2 separate regions of the Zea mays genome follow, and region 1 is linked to region 2. Evidence: chromatin contacts called from public Hi-C data. All regions are on one chromosome and are shown on one strand. Each heading gives the region's core, a stretch centred on a gene start, on an enhancer-like site or on the middle of the called end of the contact. The rest is flanking DNA. Distances are from core to core; before and after follow the strand shown. Region 1 holds the start of LOC103649968. Region 2 holds the start of LOC100274069 (Transcription factor Pur-alpha 1).

Region 1 (4,933 bases), core at 544-3,043, 320 kb after region 2:
CAACCCTGTTAGGTTCTATTTTGTTGTATTCAGTCCACTTGGCAGCTAAATCCACACATTGCTGACTTCCTGAGACTTCTGAGCATGCGAGTCCAATGGCGGATGAAGGGAGACTTTGAATAGAGCTAGCATGATTACCCATTCCTCCACTTTTTTTCTTGTTATGTCGTCTTTGCGGGTGCAACATGCTTTGATGGAAAGTTGATGCAGAAAATATGAAATCGGATTGACCAGAATGTTCCGTATTTGCTGCAGACGTAAACTCTGCTTCAGCATGCCCACTTTCTGTTGTTTGCAAAGAGCTACTGGCTTCTTTCAAATTTAACTTTTCTTCAGGAGACACTTTTTTAGAACAATGCCCGCTTCTTGAGACTGATTCAAAAGAAGCTTGGTTTGCTGAGGACTTATTTGGCATAAAAGCTCCTCTGTTCATGCCCATACCCTTAACCCCTCCTTTGTTCCTATATGGTACATTTTGGTCGTCAAAGGTGAAAGATTTCTCATCAAATGGCTGACATTCAACAAGTTCTGAGGCTGGTACTACTTCAATATTGCAAGGCACCTTTATGGAAGAAACCGTCACGATCCCATCTTCAGATCCAAAGCTAGAGGTTATAGTATCCGGTGTTTCCACCGTGGTAGAAATTTCACAAGGTTCCGAACCTGGAAGATCATTGTCACTTGAACCAAACACATGCTTTGCATCCTGCAAAATGAACTTGATGCAATTTCCATCTTTAGAAACTGAAGTATTTAGCTGTTCAGAGTTACATGTTACAGTTTCTTTATCAGCTGAATGTACCTTACTGGTATTAGTTTGAGTTGCATTGGTAGCGAAGCTATTGGACCCAGCATGTCCACCAAAAACAAAGAAATCATGGTGGGCATTAGCATCATGTCCAGAATTTCTACTTTGATCCACAGAATCTTGAATGGGCAAGCTGTCCCCTCTCTTTGCAAATTCAATGGGAGCATTCTCATCAGTGCGGGTTGGTGAAGCTAATGATCGCATCCCCACACTCTCGCATTGTATGGTTTGAGACGGGACTCCACGTTCTTCATCGAGGTGCTCAGTCTGATGGTGAATAGAATCCAGAGAGAAGCCCTCATACAAAGTGGAACTGCATCCACGGGCCCCAAAGCGACCACCGGAGTCTGTCACTGGAAGCGTACCTTCTCCTCCGGGAGCGTCAATGTCGCTTGGCCTGCCAGAACCGTCCAACGCGAACCTGTGAACTGCGTACGAAAGTTCAGCCAACGATGCCTCACCGGATCCAGACGAGAAGCTCCTCCTCATCTCCGGCGCACCGGCCACGCCGCTCCCGAACACAAAGTTGGCGTCGCGAGAGGCGCTCCAGGAGGCCACGGAAGGATAACGCTCCTGCTGGGAAAAGGCGGAGGCCGAAGGACGGCGCGGGAGATCGATCCCGGAGCGCCAGCTCCCGGCGGTGGGGTGGTCCGACCGGAAGGGCGCGGCATGGCGCCGCGTCCTCGCGGCGCGGGGCCTGGGGCTTGAGGCAGCCGGGATGGTGGGGAACGGGGCAGAGGCGGAGATAGAGAGCTGATCGGGCGCGGGATCCATCGGTGGCAAGGCGCGGACGTGCAGCTCTGGGTGGAGGAGGAAGAATTACAGCGGCGGCACGCCGGGGGAGCGGGCGGCGTTCTCCGGCTGGGCTGACCGGTGGGTCATTGTAGGAACAGAGAGAGAAGCGGTGGGTGGGGCCGTCGGGGTGGGGAGAATTGATCTGATCCCATGCGGTTGGGTTTGAATATCTGGAGAGGCCAGCAAAAGGCAGAAAAGAACGATCGTGCTGGCACGGACTATTATGGTCACCAACACGCTAATCGCTGTCATGGGATCCCACTTCCGTCAGCAATTTACAATCTAATCATCTAACCACGGATAAGGTCCATTTTTTCCACTTGCTAAAGTTTAGACCCTATTTGGAAACGAAATTTTCTCGTATCACAATATTTCAATGACATGGTATACAATATATTGTGACACGATACTATAATTTTAGTAAAATCAAAATATTTCTTCATATATAGCATTATTCGGTACCACACTTTTTGGCTTATATAAATAAGCAAGATACAGCTTATGAAAGGCTGCACTTCAAATAAGTTTGTTGTGATCGGCAAAACAATCAAAAGTAGTTCCAGCGAACACTTTTTTCAGAGATACACTCGAAATTCCATTTCATAACTGAATTCTTTTGTAATAAAACTCGTATGAAATCGGAGTTCGCTGTTCTAACCTCTAGTTCATGTCACACATCACAGCTACATTATTCTGTCTACTTTCTTAGTATTGTGTGGCTCAAGTAGCACCTTCAATTCAATCGGTACGTTTTTTCTGTCTTAGAGGGAGTTGGAAGTTTGATAAATTTATTTGTTGGGGACTTGTGCTCAAATGCTAAGAGTTAAGAACAAGGCAACACAAAAAATGTTAAACGTTAAAGTCCTTCGTCCTTCGAAGCATTATTCCACTTGGAATGTAATGATTTTCGGACGAAGGTTATGAAGGACATACCTTCGTAAACATTACATATCATAATGAAGAAGGAATTACATAAAATATAAAAGATAACATAAACAATTATGTATTATCATCAGCTCATTTCTATTTTATTGCTATGAAAAATAGAAATATATCGAGTTACAAATATACCTTTGACTTGAAAGAAGGTAAAAGTACAAACGTGACGCAAAAGTAAATGCAAGTCAGCGTGAACAGTACAGGGTTACTGTTCATCTATTTATAGGCACAGGACACAACTCATGTAAAATTACACCTATGCCCTTTACATCTGCTAATAACTCTATAATAATTCATCGAGGTCTAAATAGTCTTTTCATCTTTAAGTCAGTTTCCCTTTCCGCTATCGTGTCGAAGCTCTTCTACACACAGCTTTGGCTCCGCGCCATCCTTCGTACCCCTTCTGTGCTTCTTCACGTTGTGGTTTTAACTCAGGTCCGAAGATATCTGTTCACACATTGTACTCCAGAAATATTGTTAAATCATGTTTTTGAGGACCTTCGGAAGCCGAAGGCCCCCAACAGTAGCCCCTCGCAATATTAATTTGTTAGAATGATAAATTCAGATTGTGATATGGACGAAGGCTCCGAGCCGAAGGTCCGAAAAAACACCTTCCCTTTGCTAGAATAGCCACAGCCACTGACAAGCGGGACCCTTCAGTTTTCGACGTACTCGGCATATAAATAAGAGCACATCGCGGATTCATTTGACACACTCCCTTGCCATCTGTTTTTGCTTGCCTAATTTTTAGCCCTTGCGCACCAACACTTTCTTGGCTTTGAGTTTTTAAGCTTCATATTCGAGAGCAGTTTTTCATCACCTCCGAAGATGTCTCAAGATAAAAAAGTTGTTGCTGAAGCGAAACTGAGCCTTTCTGAAGAGAAGAATCTTGGTTTTCTTAAATTAATGGCAAAGACAAATACAGAGAAGATTACCAGGGAGATTTTGGAAGGCTTGTCTGAAGATACTGGTGATAGCGACAGTTTTGATGTGGAAAGTGGTGGAGAAGACTCCGAAGATCGACCTTGGCGACCAAGTCATACAGTTTTTGGAAAATCAACTATTAAACAGAGTCATCTTGACAATATGAGGGGAAGATATTTTCGGGACATGTCTATTGTAAGGGCTGATGACGGAGAGAGGACTGTGTCTACTCCCGAAGAGAATGAAGTTGTGATCTTCCGAAGCTTTTTTAAGGCTGGGCTTCGGTTTCCATTAAGCAAATTTGTGGTTGAGGTCTTAAAGATTTATCAAGTTTACCTTCATCAAATTACGCCCGAAGCAATCATAAGAATGGGAATCTTTGTCTGGGCCATGAGGAGCCAAGGCTTGGAGCCAAATGCAAAAAGCTTTTGTAATCTACATGAGCTAGTATATGAGACGAAACCCTGGGGTAAAGAGCAATATCATAACAATTTTGGCTGTTATAGCTTCGGTGCCCGCTCTGGGTCAAGCTGTCCGGTGCCAACTTTTTGAAAGAGATGGCCCGGGGACTGGATGAAGGAATGGTTCTATGTGAAAAACGATTTGAAGGCACGAGAAGATATAAAAGATATCATCATGCGCCCTATCTGGCAGCGTTTCGGACTCCGGAAACCAAAAGTGGAAATGGATGAAGCAGCCGAAGAATGCCAGAGGGCCTTCGGCATAGTTTGCTCTTTCATCGGGACGAGGGACTTAGTTCAAGAGCACGTGGCCTACAGGATATGGCCATTGGTAGCTAACTGGCAAATACCGAAGGAAACCATCAGCAACCCACACAAAGGTGGTCTGGTTCGACTAAAATATACCTTCAGGTTCGTAGACCAATTTATCGAGCCAGACGACGATTGGTTGAAATACGTTGAAGCTACAAGTGATGAAGTGCTTGGACCGTACTCAAAGGCAGAAGATACTGCGCTATCAGCGGCCTTCGGAGGCCGGAAAAAGAAGAGGTTGAACAGAGTTTTCGATGCTATCGGATTTGTCTATCCTGACTACCGTTACCCAATACGAGGTCAAAAAAGAAAAGGTACAGCTTCTGTGAAGGAAGTTACTTCGGCCGCTCCTAGTGAGCCAACGCCGAAGAGAAAAAAGATGAAGGTTCTTACGCACCGGCCACGCTATATTGAGCTGGCCATAGTGCCCGAGTTTGTCGGCGAGGCTTCTTCGGCTACTGAAGCCAAAAAACCTGTACATGCGCAGAAAGCTGAAGAGCTGTCTGCAACACCGAAGGTTGAAAGAACTGAAGAGTCGAAAGCTGAAGGGACAAAAATATCAGAAATTTTAAGCCCTTCGGCAGAAGTTGGAGTGCCACAAGCTCAGAAGGGTCCGGCTGTGACCCCCAAAAGGAAAAGGATGGTTAATGTTTTGGATGTACTGGAAACAATAAAGTCTTCAAGCTCTACGCCG
Region 2 (4,618 bases), core at 1,762-4,261:
CACCAACATGAAAAAATGGCGGAAGAGAGAGGTGCATGGCGCCACCCTCACGAACATCTCGCACAGGTGAGCGAAGATGGCCGCCTGAAGGATGGAGTGGGGTGTGAGGTGCTGGAGCTGGAGACCGAGATCCTCCAACAGTAACATGAAGAAGGGCGAGATCGGTAACGCCAACCCGCACGAAAGGTAGGAGACAAAGTGCACAAACTCCCCGGCGGCGAGATCGCCGAGGGGAGTAGCGCCAGCCCGGATCCTCCAGGCGTGCGCCGGCGCACTCCATTCGAGCAGGCGGCGCACCGTGCCGAGTGTCCTCTCGGTCTGGTAACGCTTGGGAAGAACCAGCGAGTCCATGGCGACTACAGCGACGAAAAACAGAAAAATGCGAGTGCAGCAGAGGCGCAGAGGACTCGGAGGTGAAAGGGCGCAGTAGTTGGAGAAAGTGCGAAAGCGTAACTTCTAACCGCGGGATGAATCCCCTTTTCAAAGAGGGCTCTCCCACTCGCGCCCCAGGAAATCCCATCCGACGCGCACCTAGCGCTCGCAGTGACCCAGTCCCTGACATGGGGGCCCGGGTCCACATGTCATGCACCTGGAGAACCGGCCTCTGAGTGTGGAGAAGGCGAACCGTCATCCCGGGAGCAAACCGTCGCGCGCGACCGCACGTCGCCTAGGGGCCGCTGAGGAATATTTTTAACTTAGGCGGGGGCAACGAGACGCCCCACGCACAACCCGACAAAACCGCCGGGCGTGGGGGCCACGTACCCGTCAGCTGCGGGGACAGACGTGGCAGGCGGCATGATCGAAGGCGGGTTGGCGGTGACTATGTCAGCAAGTGCCCGAAACTGGCACGCCAATCACCAATCAGGCTTTGGCCCCACCTGCAGGCTTGTAACCTCCCCTGAGGTGAGCCCGGGGGCCATTGTCGGTACCCTAGAACAGGGGTACCCCTACTATAGTATGAAGGTGCGGTACCCGCACGTTTATCTCTAGACACGTGATAAGCAGCGCCCGACCCCACCACGTGGGCGACTCCGGGGCCGCCACGTGACCAGAAAAGGTAACATATACCATGATATCGTCAGTGGATCCGGACCCCATGGGAAAGTGCCGGACCCCAGCATACATAGCCCGGACCTCCGGGTACGACCCAGGACCTCCACGTTCCCCCGGATGGGACCCGGACCCCTCTAAGTGAGGTCCGGGCCACCCACGGCAAGGTTCCGGGATGGAGAATACCCTGGCCTAGGTCAGGGACGCACAGGGGTCCGGCGTAGACACTTGCCAGGGCTTTGTCCAGTGCGCTTCTGCTCCCCGCTCAGGTGGAGACCCGATGATGCTACATGGCCTATTGCCCGTGACGTAAGCCAGCGGGCGGAGCTTGACGTAAGGCCTCTGGGCCACGCGATCTCTGCATTTATTGCGGAAAAGACGCACCGCCTGTCCGCCCTGCTGACAGGCGATGTGCCGCCTCGGCATTTAATGTGCCCCGTCCACTCCGCTGGCAGGCGACAACCAAACCACCCTACAGGCGGCGTGCCTGTCCAATCAGACAGCGGGCAGTATGCCCATACCGCCGCGCGCGCGCCATGGTCATCATGACTTATACGATGCCAGGGAAGCTTCTGCTGCACGCCAATGCTACACAAGCAGCGGATATCGAGGCACAGGGAGATTGCACAAGGTGACTGACATTAGTTGCTCCGGGTATTCCATCCGTTATGTCCCTGGGCTCACATGTCGGGGTTCAATGTCTTTGTACGTGCCCCCCTTGAGCTATAAAAGGGAGGGCACGCGACACACAGACGGGACAGAGACTTAGACTCTCAGATCTTAAGCTTCCACAGTAATCCAACACACAGTGGAGTAGGGTATTACGCTCCGGCGGCCTGAACCACTCTAAATCCTCGCGTGTTCCTGAGTTCATCGTTCATCTACCAATAGGCAAAACGCTTAAGCCCCCTCCTCATCTTAGAATTTAGAGCGGGTGCACTCCGCCACCCGGCCGGAGAATCCCTCTCTGACACCGTTTGCATGCTAATTTTCGGTCACATGCAGATTCAATATACCTCTCGCCTATGCCCCTCTCTCTAATAACTCTCTTATTTTTGGTACTTTACGTACCTTAGTGTTTATCTAAAGCCACAACAGCTCATGTGGACAACTTACATCGAGATAGAACCTTTAGTTGGATTTAGGATTGTATATATATAAACCTTCCATATACTGCTATTTATATTTTTCGTTCTATAATTAGAGCTGATTCTATGAAGAAATCATTAATGATTAGTTCGGTGACATGAGAATTAGAGGATAATAAGGGAGGAAATTTCTTACTATTCAATTTTAAATAGTAAGAGCTAGTTTGGGAGCTCGATTTCCTAAAGGATTCATATTTTCCTGAGGGAAAATAAACTACTTTTTTTTAGAAAAATGAAAATCTCTTAAAAGAAAGAAGTTCCCAAACCAGCCTAAGAGATTTCTTCCCTGGTCCCTTCCATCCTCAAACCAGCCCTAAATGAAACTAACCAAACACTTGATCCTACATTCCAAGTGACAGGCTGACCTGATCATAATACTGAACATCGAGTTTCATTGATGATTCAAACTGGCTCTAGTTTCTATGATGTTCGTCAATCGGACACGAGAGAACCAGTCCCAAAAGAGGAATAAAAAGTGCCCAAACCTTACACAGTCCAATCATGTCAGTGAGAGTGAGCCCGCCAGTACCGGGTCGGCATGCCACGAGCGCGCGGTCAGCATCCGCAGGTACAACACGCACGCACGCACACACGAGCACTCCCAGCCCATCCCGCCCACCAAGAATCTACCCGACCCACCGGTTTATGGGCTCCGCTGAAACAGTAGCCCACACGTCAGTCCCTTCCACGACACCCAAACCGGGTCGCCCACCGTTTTCGGAGTAAGCCCCACCTCGAGATCTATCCCCGTTTCCAACCTCACATCCCCTTCCACTCGAGCTCCTTCGTTTAAACCCAAACCCTAATTGCGACCTCCGTTCCCCCAAAACCCTACGGCCATGGACGGCGGAGGCGGTGGTGTAGGGGGAGGCGGAGTTGGGGCAGGTGTCATGGTGGGCGGCGGAGTCGGGCCGGGCGGCGGCGTTGGCGGTGGCGGCGACGTGGAGCTCGTCAGCAAGACGCTGCAGTTCGAGCACAAGCTGTTCTACTTCGATCTGAAGGAGAATCCGCGGGGGAGGTACCTCAAGATCTCCGAGAAGACCTCGGCCACGCGCTCCACCATCATCGTCCCCGTCGACGGCGTGGCCTGGTTCCTCGACCTCTTCGACTACTACATCCGCACCGACGAGCGCGACGCTTTCAGCAAGGAGCTGCGACTCCAGACCAAGGTATCGGCCCGCTTCCTACGCGATTGGCCCCGTTCTTCCGCTGATTCTCGTGCCTTTGTTGCTAATTTTGGTGTGGCTTAATTATGCTCATTGCGTGGTGCAGGTGTTCTATTTCGATATCGGGGAGAACAAGAGGGGCCGATTCCTCAAGGTGACGTAACGTTCTCTGTATGACCGAGTGCAGTTCCATATTTTCTCTATCGTTTTGTGTGTTGGTACGAGAAAATTGCCGAATTGGGGAACTTCATTATTTTTGGAAGCTAAACTGTTTAGCTAGAACAAGGCGTAATTTGTCGCGCTAGAACAGGATTTGCTTGTGTGAATTTAATAACTGAAAATGTCCTATTGTTCTCTTCAGATTTTCATTGGTTCAAAACATCTGGGTCTTAAATGAGTATGATGTATTACTGACTAAGTTTGCCATTGCTATGGAGCATGGGCCCATGTGTCAGAAGCACGGTCTTCCTTGACCAAGGCTTGGGTTCATCAATATGTTAAATGTCCTAAAACGATGTGTTTGAGGGTTACTTCAAACTGTGGAAAGGTTTAGGTCCTATTGGCACAACCAAAAGATGGATGACCAAAATGGGACTTTCCTCTGTAGTAGCTTTTCCCGTCGCAGGTTTTGGTTTCTGCCATCCTGGCAATTTCACTTTTACTGCTTGTAACTACCAGTTATTTGGGTTTTTTTTTAAATTGGTGGCCTTAGTTTTGGTGGTGTACTCAACCGAGCAAAGTAGTATCTTGTGTTTGCCTTTAGAGGCATATTCTGTTGTGTAGACTGTAGAGCATTCTGCTCGTGCAGAATTACCAAGTATTAACTTCTTAACTACTCCTTCCAGTGAAAAATTAATTATGTTTTTGACAAGATCTGATCCAGCTTTTAAAACATTGACTTCAATAACTTAAATTATTTATTTTGGACACCTAAAAATCATGTGTTTTGTCATAAAAAAAAAACTCTTTTTATAATTACATAAATTTAGTATTAAATAGTTATCAAAGTCGCACCTTGCAAACCATTATAAAAGTAAAGAATACCAAAGGGAGTAGAAATGGCTGACGTTGTGCTCTAGGTTCACCACCAATTAGTGTGTCCAACAGGTCTTGATTGATTTGGAGAACTGGAGATAGAAAGATAATCAGGATTGGTTGTTTTTTTTTCATTTAGGCCATTTAATTGTTGACCAAAATGCACACCTGACTACGTGACGGTTTCCTAATTTTGAATTGTATGGATGATGCTGTTTG

What was found. A called contact is a pair of places that touch in the nucleus more often than the background predicts.
Region 1: a contact with region 2 is called in a Hi-C map of tassel, with 1.8 times the contacts expected there. The contact joins the promoter of LOC103649968 here to the promoter of LOC100274069 in region 2. A contact is called at or near these places in 3 of 25 Hi-C or Micro-C datasets (ear, leaf and tassel).

The regions. Positions count from the first base shown.
Region 1 is chr3:38,390,926-38,395,858 of Zm-B73-REFERENCE-NAM-5.0, forward strand. It overlaps LOC103649968, which reads right to left and starts at 1,794. Exons shown (of 12, transcript XM_008675662.3): 1 at 803-1,794; 2 at 1-706. The coding sequence starts at 1,582.
Region 2 is chr3:38,071,169-38,075,786 of Zm-B73-REFERENCE-NAM-5.0, forward strand. LOC100274069 (Transcription factor Pur-alpha 1) reads left to right here and starts at 3,012. Exons shown (of 5, transcript NM_001148448.1): 1 at 3,012-3,367; 2 at 3,471-3,518. The coding sequence starts at 3,038.